2 separate regions of the Anas platyrhynchos genome follow, and region 2 is linked to region 1. Evidence: chromatin contacts called from public Hi-C data. All regions are on one chromosome and are shown on one strand. Each heading gives the region's core, a stretch centred on a gene start, on an enhancer-like site or on the middle of the called end of the contact. The rest is flanking DNA. Distances are from core to core; before and after follow the strand shown. Region 1 holds the start of CCNA1 (cyclin A1). Region 2 has its middle 6.7 kb from the start of SPART.

Region 1 (6,716 bases), core at 3,289-5,788:
TAGGCTGCTGCAGCAGTTTGTGAAGGAAGGTACTTCAGAAAAGGATCAGCTTCAAGGAGACTCAATTCTGCAAGATACTGAGCAAAAAAGCAAGCCAATCAAATAGAATGGCCCTGTGTGGTAGAATAAGGCCAAGAGACTGAGCACTTAAGTTGGTCAATAGTTTCAGTTTCACTGAAGAAATGAGTTATATCTGTCTGGTGAGCAGAAGTAGCATTCAAGTCCTGTTCATCTTTCAGAAAAACCTATCATGTGCCAGCGGTAACAGAGACCACTGTCCTGTCAAAGCCTAAACAATCCAAATTATAATGAACTTCTGGTCATGATTGTTTTTGATGTAATTTTACAGATAGAATCATCAAGTTTTGTTTAAAAAGACATCTTTTTAAATATTTGTAAAGGAAAAGAGGCCATGCTCTCCTCTGAGGATTTTGTTCACCTCACTTGGAGATCTGGGCTAAGTGGGCGGCTCTCAGAAACAGAATTTGGGCTCCATTTGAATAGGCACTGTATAAATACTACACCCTTTGCAGCTAAGCAGCAGGTCAGGTGTTTTCCTGTAAGCTTGGGTTACCCTGTAACCTGATCTGTATAAGCATGGTACCCCGGGCAGTTCTGTGGGCACATGCTGCGTCATTGTGTAGCAGTATGTTTTACCATCCTGTCCAGGTCAGGCTTACTATGCATGCCACTGTCGAAGAATGGATTCCTACCTCCTCACCAGTAAGACAGACTAGCTGACCAGACAGATAACACAAAGCTTAGTGTTTCAATCAGACACTTATCCAGAAGTCTAAGCACAGACTTCTACAAAACACCCATCCTAAAGGGATGGTAATTCATACCTTTGCAAAGTTCTTTGTCCTGATACAGACTCCATGCCTCTGAATATACTGAAGGAGGAACTGGTTGATAGTAGGCACTGTGAGGTCAAAAGCCAACACTTTGAGAAGCAGGTGTTCCATTCTTAGCAGCTGCCTCTTTGTGTATGTATCATCTGTTATATACACAAATTCATCCACTTCTGGTGGGTAGATTTCCTCGTATTTCCTTCAAAAGAAACAGAGAAACCGTATTTGTCAGCTTAAAAGTCAGGGTAACAAAAAGCATTTCTCCCTTATCAGGATGGGAACATGGTATTAGTAAGACTTGCTTGGAGTTCTTGTTTTAAACCTTCCTCCGATCTGGGTAACAGCTGAGAATCAAATCTGTGGGGCAAAGATATTTAGAGGTATTCCAAGTCCACTAGTCTAGTGAGACATACTCATATTAGGAGTTTTCTATTAGTCAGAGTGTTAAAGAGCAAGTTGCAGTAACACCATGCATTCCAGATAAAAACTCATGTGCTCCTAGGCTTCATTGGGCACCCAGTCTGTTTAAAAACAGTTCAAGGCTAATTGCAGATTGCAGCTTTTAATCTATTACAGCCTTATGGGCTAGCAGCCTCATACAGTAGTGTTTTTCTTCTGCTGTTATGGTTACAAGGTTTTAAGGTTTTCCCACTACAGTTCCTTAATCACGAATATTAAGCATCTAATTCAGCTAGTGCCCAAGTAGGTCAAGTGGCAAATCTTAAGACACCAGGAAAACCTACCTACCACTGCAAGCTTCAGTCTATCAAATTAAACAAAAAGATTCAGTCCTAAAAATAAGTTTTAGCTCACATATATCTTCTGAGATAAACACTCACGCAGCCAGAAGAATCGCTGCTGTTCCTACAAGCTGCAGCTTCCCTCTGAGAACAGACATACAGGAGAGAAACCTGTCCAGGTAGTTCACTGCCAAGTATAACGTCTCTGTCTGAAGTTTGTATTCTTCCCCTACTTCTACCAGCCAGTCTACCAAGATGGCACGCATTCCTGATGTGATATCTGGTTGCTTCCTCATGTAGTGGGGCTTGGGCCTGTATTTAATCTGTTTGGAGAGACAAGTGAAGAATCAGGTTGCTTACCCTGGAAAGGACCATTGAAGGCTGAGCTGATTAACATTCTGTGAACTTCTACGAAAAGGAACATGAGCAGTTACACTATTAATAACTAGTTACTAGCTATAGTTACAGTACTAGCAGTATTAACTAGCAGCATCTCTAGAAAAACTGAAGAGATAAGAGCTACCATGTTAGTAACAGAAAAGTAAAGGACCTCCTGGACTGTCAAGTTGAGCCTTTGCACATATAAGCAATTCAGGAGGACCTGACAATGAGAAACAAATCATTTATTTCCCCTCCCCCTATTGAGAGACTGCATTTTACTGTTCTGATAAAGAATGACAAAAAAAAAAGTCTATTGGAGCAGAAGACCTGTCAGTGAGGTCACATCCAACTGCTTCAGTAATTTTGCAGTTTTCACCTCCCACCTGCAAGAACTCTTCATTCCTTGGAGTCAAGGCATGCTCCAACAGTGGGGTATTTCTGGGATGCAGAGTAATACCTGAAAGATCTCATAACTGTCTAGAAGATACCTATGAACCTCTCTAGCTAGAGAGATGGATTTTATTGCTTGCTCAGTGGCTGCCTAGACTTATCCTGGAGCAACCATACAGCTTTGCAGTATTGCAGCCCACCACATCCCAAATACCTCTAGGTTTGTTAGAAGACACTCACTTCGGCTTCTCTGAGGTACTGATGAATGTCATCTGCATACTCTCCCACAGTCATTAGAGTTATGACATCTCCCATCTGTTCCACAGGGTGAGACTGGAAGGATGTATCCACTAGCATAGGAGAAGCTAGCAGGCAAAAAGAGACAGAAAGACACTTGGATAGTTAGCCTCTTCACCTTCTCTTGCTATTTCTAGCACAGCAGAAGTGTTGTGCGTCACCTAGACACAACTAAAGTTATCCCGAAGCATTACTTATTGTAAAATAAGCTACTCACCAGCTCACCACAATTCATGATCAACTGTACATACTTGTGCTACAGATACCATGTATTAACCATGGTTACCTGTACTTAGATCCAGCAGTAGGTGAACACTGGATGTCATTGCACTAGTATCCAGTTCACACAGGCTTGATTCCAGCTCTTCATCCACTTGGCAGTTGTAGTTTTCTTTCTGTTCCGGTTCATCTATGTAGATAGTAAACCCCTGCTTTGATGCAGCACTGATCATGTAGCTGGATAATTCATCTTTTCCAGCTGGAGGGATGGCATTCTTAGAGACAGGAAGGTGTCTGGTAACAGCAGTACTCTGAAACAGAGTGCATGGCAATGCTGTGGCAGGGCAATTCAGGAAGAAAGCAAACAGTATTGGTTGTTTTAGAGAGACAAATCACTTTCCTTGGTTAACAAAGCAAGGTACAGAAGTTAATTGGAAAAGCCACCCACTGCAGCTGGCACTTGGGACGCACTGGCACTGCCTTGGAAGCAAGGGCACTGCCTGGCTCTGACAGCTGGCAAGTGCAGGGTGTGCTCCACATTCAGTGTAGCACAGAGCAGGTTTTAGAAAGTGTAGCAAGTTAGGGCAATGAGAAGAACCACTCAAGCACCACCACAGACTTACAAATGCATGTCAACTTATAAACCAAAGTTGGAAACGTTGAGTTTAAGCACCACAAACCCCACGACTTCAGCTTGTGAACAGGATACAGCCCTTCGTGTTATCTACTATATGTGAGCCACCAGCTGAGTTTGGGGCTTCAAGAAGTCGCACCCAAGAGGACTGCACACACACAGCTGCTGGTTGAGGTCCTGCAAGCCAGCACAGCTCCGTTTCCCCTGCCCCAGCAGCCAGCTAGCTCCAGGAGGACTGGAGGACACCCAGCTGTGAACCCAGCTTCTTAAACACACCCACACCCTGACAGCAACGTGAGCAGCCACACAGCAACGGGACGTTGAGGCAAGCATCAGCAAAGCGACTTTTTTTAAACCACCCCCTACATTTTAGAGCACGGATGACCTGAAGCCCACCACCCCCCCACGCCTTCACCTGCAGCCTGGCGGGGAGCAGCCAGCTACCAGTCCCAGAGCCCACCCGGAGGGGAAGGGACGAGTAGTGGAGGGGAAGAAAAGAGGGAAAGAAGGAAGGAAGGAGGGAAGGAAGGAGGAGGTATCCGGCACGAACAGGGCTCACCTGGCCGCCGGGCCGCTGCTGCCCGTTCTCCACCAGCACCCCCAGCACGGCCCGGCCGCCGCGGGGGGCAACGGGGCAGGGCTCCAGGCGGCCCGCCCGGCTCATCTCGCCGGTGCGGTGCATCGCCCCCACGCCGGCACCTTCCGGGGAGAGAGAGGGGGAAAAAAAATAAATAAATAAGATAATAAAAATTAAAATAATAATATTTTTAAAAAAATAATTAAAAAATAAATAAAATAAAAGATACAGATAAATAAAATTAGCCAGTACTCGGTCGAGGAGCAGCCACGCCTGACCCTGGGAAGGAAGGAAGGAGGGATGGATGGATGGATGCGGGGACGGAGGGCAGGAAGGCAGCGCCGCCGCCCCTATATAGGCGGCCGCGGGCGGCTGTTGGCCGAGACCAGTTGGAAGCGGCGGCCGCAACCCCCGGCGCAGCCGCCCTGGCGGGGCAAGCGGCTGCGGGTCGCCATGGAGACCCCGCCCGGGCCGGCCCTGCCGCGGCCTGGGCCGCGCTTCCCCGCCCCGCTGCCGGTGGGGAGGGGTTGATGGTGTCCCACCGTAGTGTAGTGGGGTGAAGGCGGGTTGTTGGGGGTGTGGAGACTGTGTGGAGTGTCCAAAGAGCAGGCGAGGTGCAGCCAGGAGGCGAGGCTGAGGATGGCAAGAGAGCTGGGAGTGCGCTGCTGGCAGGGAAGCAGCAAGGAAGGACTGGTGTGCATTAAACACAGCGCTTGGTTGGCAGGAGAAGCTGAGGGATTTCATGTCATCAGGAGGTCCCCCGCGGTGAGGATGCCAGCAGTAGGATGGCCAAAACCCCACCCCTATACAACAAATCACCTACACTATTAAAATATTCATAATATAACTTTAATACTACTATTGACAAATATCAGTTGCAAATATAATTAATTTATTAATAAAGCTTATAAGGAAGGAAACAAGTCTGCCTGATGCTATTAAAGGACTTGACGATTAAACCCTGGAGACCCCAAGCCTCTCAGTGAGCTCCGACAGGACAGACGAGTTACCCAGTTAGGAGAGAAACACCGAGGGGTGCCCAGCTCCACAAGGGGAAAGCTGGCTGGGGCAGGAACCAAGTGAGATTAATCTGAATTTCCAGAGGAGTCTGGGAACAAATAATCAGTTATTAAGAGCTATCTTCTGTCTGTAAACGTCTAGGATATAACAAAAAGATGTATGAATGGCAATAGAAGCTTTATGGAAACAGTCAAGGTCAAAAAAATCGATTACCCCTTTTGATTTTAGCTTATTTTAGTATCTATTTGACCCTTGTAACACTTTGATAAAGTCAAAACAAGGGGACAACTGCAAAACTGATTGTGAAGCTGTGCACAAGAGCAGTTCTCAGGTGTCAGGGTGGAAACACAGAGCTTTATAAGAGGAATTAAGCAGCGGTTTGTCCAATATCACCAAAATTTTTCAGCAGTGGAGCAGATAGTAACACAGGTAGCAGACTCAGTGAAGTTGTGGATGACACCACCGATGGTGCTGGGAAGGGCAGTGGCTATGCTGGGGAACAAGACGAGATTTCAGAAATGATCATGACAAACTGGAAAAGTGGGATGCTTTTGAAGAAAGACTGGACAGAGCAGGGCTGGACAAAGCCACCAGCTGCAGACATGTGGGATGGGGACCATCTGGGTCAGTAGCAGCTCTGTGAAGAAGAAGCAGGAGGCTATAATGAACCTCCAGTGGAGCATAAGCCACCACATTCCTGGCTGTGCTAGCATGAACAAACAGGAGAGTAGCTTGTGTGGTACACAAGCCCTCTGAAAGCCCATAGGGAGGACGAAAGGGATTAAATGGTCTCTCTGTGCTCAATGGGAAGAGCAAGCAGTACAAGAACTTTAACCCCAGCATGAGGTTTACGTGAGACATCAGGATTGTGATGCCCCAGAAGAGATGGCATGGGAAGTTTGTGGGACTTCCCCCTTTGCAAATTTGTAAGATCAAGTTACAGTAACTGCTGTCAGAAATGTCTCTGCCATGGGCAAAGTTGTGGTATGTCTTGAGATGCTCTCCAGTATCAGTGAGCTGTAGGAGCTCTGATCCAAAATTTGGATGCAATAAGCAACAAGTCTTTTCCCAGACCTGCTTTTAGCAGTTCCAGGCTGTAACAAGGTCTGTATTTTTTTCTTCCATATATCTCAAATGTTTTTTTGACTTTTTTTTTTCTCTTCCAAATGAATGTACTGTAGGAGGTAAGTGGTATATCTCAAGATGAAAAATGTCACCTGTATTTGATCTGTAGGTATCAAAGCTGAGCTGTCACAGCAGGTCAGGGGACAGAAAGCTGCACAGTGCATCTGTGTCCTTCCTGTTCCTTATATCATCTCTAAGCTCCAGGTTTGCACAGGAAAGACCTCACTCAGGAACACTTCTTTGGACATTTTCATGCAGAGTATTGGCTTCTGGAATTAAGTATTTGACATTCAGCATCGGCTTAAGCATAACTTTTGAATTACATAACTAATAAATACCCTTTATACCACTGGTTTGATTGGATTTCTCAAAAAAACATATTAAAATCCCATGCTAGGAAATATGTAGAATCTATAGCAGTCTAAGAAGGTGGATTTTAATCAAAACCATATCTGAAAATGTGAATATTCTACATTTTAATT
Region 2 (6,818 bases), core at 921-3,420, 36 kb after region 1:
ACCGTGACAGGGACCTACCATAAACTGCATTAGCAGTTCTAAAAGCCTGTCGCATCAATGGAAAACAAACAGTTCTTCACTGATTTGGGTCATTGGCTGGTTTTTAAACAAGGGTGATTTGACTATTAGGGTAGGTACATGCTCAGCCACCCTATATTTCACTAGTATGCAGATAGCATGACTTCCTCAGCTTTAAGAAGGTGAAATAAGTATTAGTTCACCTGATTTGCAAGAGGGAAAGTGAAAGGTTATTTTGGTCCTGCAAGAAGAGGTTTCAAATCAGGTTAATTCTCTAATAGCACATATTGAGACCCATGCACATAGAAATCTACATCTAATTATGCTGCATGTTTTCTTAAACTTTTTAATAAATACAGAGTATTTGAGGGTAATAAAATAATTGTACTGGAATATAATAATGTATCAGGCTCTGAGGGAATAAAAGGCATGAAAAATTTCTCATAAAAATTGTATCCTTTGGATATAATGTTGTTACTTGTATCTCAATATTATACAGATGCATTATCCAGCAGGTTAAAGAGTTTTCAGTGCTAGCTACTGGGACTTGTTTGTGTTAAATGAGTCCCTGAAGGGTTTTCCTTTTAATCCCTGTATAGAAAGGAAAGATATTTAGTATTTGAATTACAATAATTTTGAAGTCTCATATTAATTTTAGAAAATTAAAAAATACCTGTTTCATTTCAGGAGAGCTCCGTGTTTACTGAATTTAATACATATTTTTCTTTCATCCTGACTGAATGAAGAAAAAAGTAATTTTGCTGTAACTTATTTACACAAAGTTGGAACAACCCTTGTGCTGGGTAATTTGCCTAAGGAAGTACAAAAAAGACAATAACAAAGAAGCTTTTGCTTAAAGTTCAAGTTCTATATACACTTTGGGTACTTAAATGTAGTAACTGCCAAGCTGAAATAACTATGAGGTATCTTTGGCTAAAGGGTATAGGCTTCTAATCTAGGAAAGAGGAATTCATATAAGAACAGAATGATTAATGGGTCATGAGTCCTCTGGACACTTGGATGAAACCATACACAAGCAGGTCCATTACAGCAAGTCAGCCCAAGAATTAAGGATGTACTTAGTCGTCTGTATCATTATGGTCTCATTTTGTTATATGGTTTAGTAAATTTATAAATAAATACTAAACCATTTTTATGGTTTAGTAAATTTATAAATAAATATAAATATCAATTGTAATGATAAGTAATTTATTACCTAATACATTTACCTGAATATTCAAGGGCAATGTTTCATACTGAGCTCCTATCTGATAAGTAAGAAAACAGCTGTGAACTTTCAGGTGACTTTTTCGTCCCACTTTTATACCTTTGGTGATGAACTTTAATGAACTTTTCACCCTAGTTTCATACTACATGCATTTTTAGGATGAGATTTAATGAACAACTGACTTGTGGTTGTTACTACAGACCTGCAAAAACTTCATAGCTTCATTTCAGGTTCTGATGCCAGCTTTCCTCCACTGATCTGATAAATACAAAAACAAATCTTATAAACTAAAACATGCAGGCATTGTACTTGGGCACAGGGGTGTAGGAACAGGACTAGAAATATAGTGGTGCATTTTTTGTTAATAAAATCATCCTTTAAAATGCTACACTATGGTTTCAAATAGATATGTCCATAGTATAAGCTTCAGTGTTATACAGAAATACTGGAAATAGGTTTAAAGATGTCATCCTGTATTCTAGGGGCCATGCATCGCATAGCATCCAAAGGGCTAACTTACCCTTCCAAGAAGCAGACTGAACTATTTCTTGTACCCAAAAGAGGCTGAATCTAAGTATAAATATCTCTGTACTACACTACAGCATGCAGTGTAGACAGACCTGAGCAAAACCTGGTTTTCAGTGCAGCATTATTTGATTTCACTGCACACCACACAGTGAGCCTGCTTTGCTTTCTGCAGTTTAGTCTACAAACTAGAGATAAGAAATACAAAGAGCAGCAGAAGAGGTTTTCTCAATGGTACCTCCAAGGACAGCGGGACTGAAATTCACAAATAACTAAAACTGTGATAGCAGGGCAAAACTCAGCCCTGCTTTACTGCTGAGGCCACAGCAACAGCCATGCAGAACAATGTGCCTACACCACCCTGACAATGCCAGGACCTCCTCTGGCCTCCCGATCAGGTCACCACAGTCTAATATTAGGCTCTTGTGAGCAGTGTCACAACTGTAATGATGACTACCACCCTAGGCCAGCCTCAGCCTCCTTCTTCTCTCCTCCAGCCTGCTGGACATGTGGTCTACCCCCATGATCTCAGTATGGAATAGATCTGACATTCAGAAGATATCAGAACTCTCTAGTTTTCTCTCTAATTTACTTGATCTTAAGGTTGAATGTGGTCTGAATAGTCCCACGTCTTTCCTGAATTTCTCGTCTGTATCCCCTATCTTCAGTCTCCTACCCAGATGGCAAGTCCTTCTCCCAGTGTGGGAGCTTCCCCTTTGCTCTCTGCATCTATGCAGCTCTCAGCACACAAACATCACAGACAGGGGGATTCCAGGACATACAGGTAAAGGAATATATACATTTGTATACATTTAGAGAGAACTTGTAAACAGTTAGCAGTGAAATCAGTCAAAATGTTTATGTGAGCAACTGCCTACAAGAATGGGAATTACTAAAGAATTTTTGACTCTTCTTGCAGAAGAACAAGTAGTCATCTCTTATGAAAAAAATAACCCAAGGGTATATCTGGTCTAGCTTTTGGACTATCTTCTGAAGGAATAGAAAAAATATACAGAGTATTCAGCTCTTCTAACAACTTCCAAGATGTTCCCTCAAATGACCTAAATGATCCAGAGTTGTCACTGGTTATCTACACAGCATCCTACATCCAACAGTACAGATCCCATAAAGCTGATTAGCCCACATGACTGTCTTTCATGGCAGAAACATCAGTCCAGCACAATATGTGCATAAATTCAGCAGCACAAACAGCATATTTCCTTCATCTCCTTAGCTGCATTATATCTTCAATAGCTCAGCAGGTTGAAAGCCACTACCACTCTTGCCCTATCCAAATCCTACTCCTATCCCACAAAACAGAGGTCCACTTTTTCCAAAGTGATGGTCTCCTAAGGGAAGATCCCATATAAGATCAAAACTGGAGTCAGTGCTTGATTCACATGAATAGAAAGCCAACTGGAGAAACCAGCACAACTGTAGACCTTCTGTCCTCCATCCCTTTGTTTAGATGAACACACAGCCCTGCATCATATGGCACTGCATTTCTGACACCAGTCAGTCCCTCTCTGTCTTCTGTGCAACTAATACAAAGAGATGAGAAGGTAAAGAAAGCCTGACTGCAGTGGGATTTCCTACTAGACAATGTATTGCCTGTGCTGCTCGGAAATCACAGCCCAAAGCTACTTATAGTCTCCTTACTCATACCCCTACCTTCCTGCTCTCTGTGCATTTTGCCACACAGCTCCTTGCAACTCACTCTGGTCTTCAGCTGAGTCCAAAAAACTTTGTTTCTCATAAAACACCAGGCACCCAACATTGCACGTAATTGGAAAACAGGCTTTTTAGCAAATGAGCCTTAGGATATTGGACTTGCCCCAGAAAGCTGGGAGGACAACGTGGAGCCAGCCTCTGACAAAAAGCTCGCAGCAGAAGCTCTGTGCAAGCCTCAGGCTGTGTGAGCCAGCAGGGCTGAAATCCCCTGTCCCAGATCTTCCCAGGCTCTTGGGCTGACACATTTGGGAAAGGAAGGCTTATACCACTGTGCACAGTACCCTGGACTGGCCACATAAACATCTGCAGTGAGGAGGGAGGAAAACACGATAATGTCCTGAAAGTTGTCCTTGTGAAGGAGTTTGTTAGGCATTCATGAATACTTTTTTTTTTTTGAGTATTTTGTTATGTTTGTGAAAGGAATAAAATTCCTTTATCACCAAAACAAGCTCATTGTAGCATTGTGTGATGCTACCATAGACATACATTTCCCTCTAATGCTGTTTAAAGTAACTTCTTGGGATTTGAATCTGGACCTGTTTCCCTGTTTGCTGTGTTTACAGACTAGTCTATTACCATAGACAAGTTCAATAGTTTGTGTATTTTACTGCACTACATTTAATTGCTTTTGTAATTAAATAGGTTTGGGAGGTTTTCTAATGAAGAAAAGTGTAAAAGATAATAATTCAATGCATGATTCAAGGCCTGCTGAGTCAATGGCAATTTTTTTTTTTTCATTAATATTGCCTCAAATTTTAGGAAATTGAGTAATATAAGTAAAAGAATGATGTTATTTTATTTTATTGCAGTATCTTTACCAAATCCTCAAATGAAAAGAATCATGTATAATATTAACCTGTTTTGAAAAATGTAGACAAATATTGGATAAAAAGATAAAGAGGGAAATGCAACATTTCATAATTGGCCTCTAGGGCCAAATTAAGCACCTCTGATTTAGACATCTAAACCAAGTGGCCAGACTCAGATGTATCAGGTATTCAGACATTCTTATCCAGCACATTTCAAAATAGCAGCCTGTCATTCAGTTGTTAAAGAGAAGGCAGATTTTTCTGCCCATCTTTGAAATAAGAGTTCTTTTCTCAAAGCAATGTGCATACTGCCATCTAGCTATGCAGTCACAGTATTTCTTCAGTTCTGCTTTACACACTTTCTCAGTTTTGGTTTCAACTAGAGTGGAATAGGAATTAAAAAATACAATTGCAATTCTGTTGATTGAAAAATATGTATGCACCATTAATTATTAAAGTAATAATATGATATAAAATTCTGTCCCACATAAATGTGGGATCTTATTTTTTAAAGATATATACTTGATTTTAGGTGAATGGTACAACTAATATGTACAATTTAAAACCACACATTTGTAATGTGAAGTCTAGATTGTTTCCAGTTTGAGATTCACCTATAAAAGATCAGGATTTCTACAAAATGCTTTGTCTAACAAACATCTTTTTTATTATATTTGATCCATCAATTGTTCCAAAACTGTTTCTATAGGGTGTCAATTGAACAAACCGTACTGTCTGAGTTCTGCCTTTGGCTATATGGAGACACTTTTGGAGGCATAGCATTGCATGCTCAAGATGTTGATCCACTCAGGACCCTACTCAGCTCCTCTTTGGGTAAGCAAAGGGCCAAGAGACTGAAGACACATGTGTAGGTCTTGCCCTGACAGAGAGGGCCATGGATGGCTGAGCACTTACATGTGGAAGTAGAAGAACTGATTTCCACAGCACATTTCCACACACTGCACAGAGTGTAATGTGCAGAGACAGATTGTAGTTTGGGATTACTCAGAGGATTACTAGAATCATTCTGGCTGAGCCCCTGCCCATCACTTTGAGGAGTTTGTGTTTCAGAACAAATCATGTTGTGTGACTCCTTCAACTTTCCTCCCTAGGTGGGGAAAACTGGTTTCTTTCTGTGATAGATATGTCACCTAGTTAAACAGAGCCTCATTTCTAAGTATGAGAATAGATATGAGCAAAACTATCCACTTCCCAACTAAAGAAGAAAAAGCCTATATAAACTAGCACACACACAATGGGACTCCAGCTAGAAAGCAAAACTTACTCAAAGATAGACAAATCTTAAATGTAAAAGGAGAGGAAATCTACGTAAGAAGATGTCTCATAGCTAGTGTTTCCTATATCCTTACCAAACAAGACACACAATATGACATAGATCCCTGCACAGGACCAGCTCACAGAATTGTCTAGTCCAAAATCTCACCAGATTTGTCAAAGGAAAATGCAAAAAATCTTGTTGCTACTTCTGGAATAACAGCCCTCAGACCAATCCTTAAATCAAGGAGCAGGAGATTAGCCTCCATTTCCAATCACGAAGGGTTAAGACTACACGAAGAACAGACAGAACTGCCACATGCAGGGCTCCAGACTGCTGCACCTAAATCATTAGGAAAACAGATGTTCCCCCATGCCTTCTGTAACAAAATCTTGACGACAGTTGCTCTGACATGTAATATATCACAAGGCCCTAATTCTGCCAATGTCATTTTTGGAATAGCATACTTTGAAGTTTAGTGCTTTTGTGCACATAGACACACACACACACAGCTGACTGAAAACTACAGCTTCCTACTAAAAGATGAAGAGAATACATACCATAAAATGACTAACTCGATTCATCACAGACGCTGAAACCACTCCATTGGCCATTGAGAAACAACAGAAAAAAGCAAGGCTTCCCATCACTAGGCTTATGCATATTTTTCAGTTTTACACATTACGGCTTGATGGTGGTGTTGGCTACAAAAAGCCAGGAGACAAACAAGAAGTTAGCTTTCATGTTGCCAGAGAAATTATTTTACGGTGAAGTGAAAACAGTGTGTGAACATCTGTTTCTCCCAGACATCAGGAGTATTAATAAAATGTTTAATTATGGATACAGTGTGAGATACATTGCTTCCTAATTCTGCATTTTTGATTTTCTGTATAGCCCTCCCTTCCTCCCCCCACCCCAAAAAAAGGGCATGAATTGATAAAATGCATAATTCAGATTTATTTAATCATTACATAAAATTTCATTCCCAGATTTGTGAAGTTCACAGTTGTTGGCCTCTTTTTTTTTTTTTTTTTTTTTTTGGCAGCAGCGTACTTTGCACCTTTGGTGCAAAAAGAAAAAGAAATGTATTTCACCACCTCAACCGCTTTCTGTGATCTGACAGTATGTCTGTCAAATCGTTCTTCTGATTCTGGACAACATATAGCTGCTATCTAATGTTCTGAGCTGAACAAACAGCATCTCAACATTGTAAGCAATGTGTGAATAACTG

The links. A called contact is a pair of places that touch in the nucleus more often than the background predicts.
Region 2: a contact with region 1 is called in a Hi-C map of F5 follicle, with 2.3 times the contacts expected there. The contact joins the enhancer-like site here to the promoter of CCNA1 in region 1. A contact is called at or near these places in 2 of 8 Hi-C or Micro-C datasets (F5 follicle and small yellow follicle).

The regions. Positions count from the first base shown.
Region 1 is chr1:182,043,757-182,050,472 of IASCAAS_PekinDuck_T2T, forward strand. It overlaps CCNA1 (cyclin A1), which reads right to left and starts at 4,539. Exons shown (of 9, transcript XM_027470501.3): 1 at 4,342-4,539; 2 at 4,072-4,211; 3 at 2,946-3,189; 4 at 2,603-2,727; 5 at 1,691-1,914; 6 at 846-1,050; 7 at 1-77. The coding sequence starts at 4,194.
Region 2 is chr1:182,082,176-182,088,993 of IASCAAS_PekinDuck_T2T, forward strand. No RefSeq gene overlaps it. Among named protein-coding and RNA genes, the nearest start is that of SPART, 6.7 kb to the right of the region's middle. Within about 2 kb of position 2,171, at least 3 of the 8 cell types and tissues checked have an H3K27ac peak or open chromatin away from gene starts, as enhancers often do. A contact at or near this core is called in F5 follicle and small yellow follicle, where this site is marked.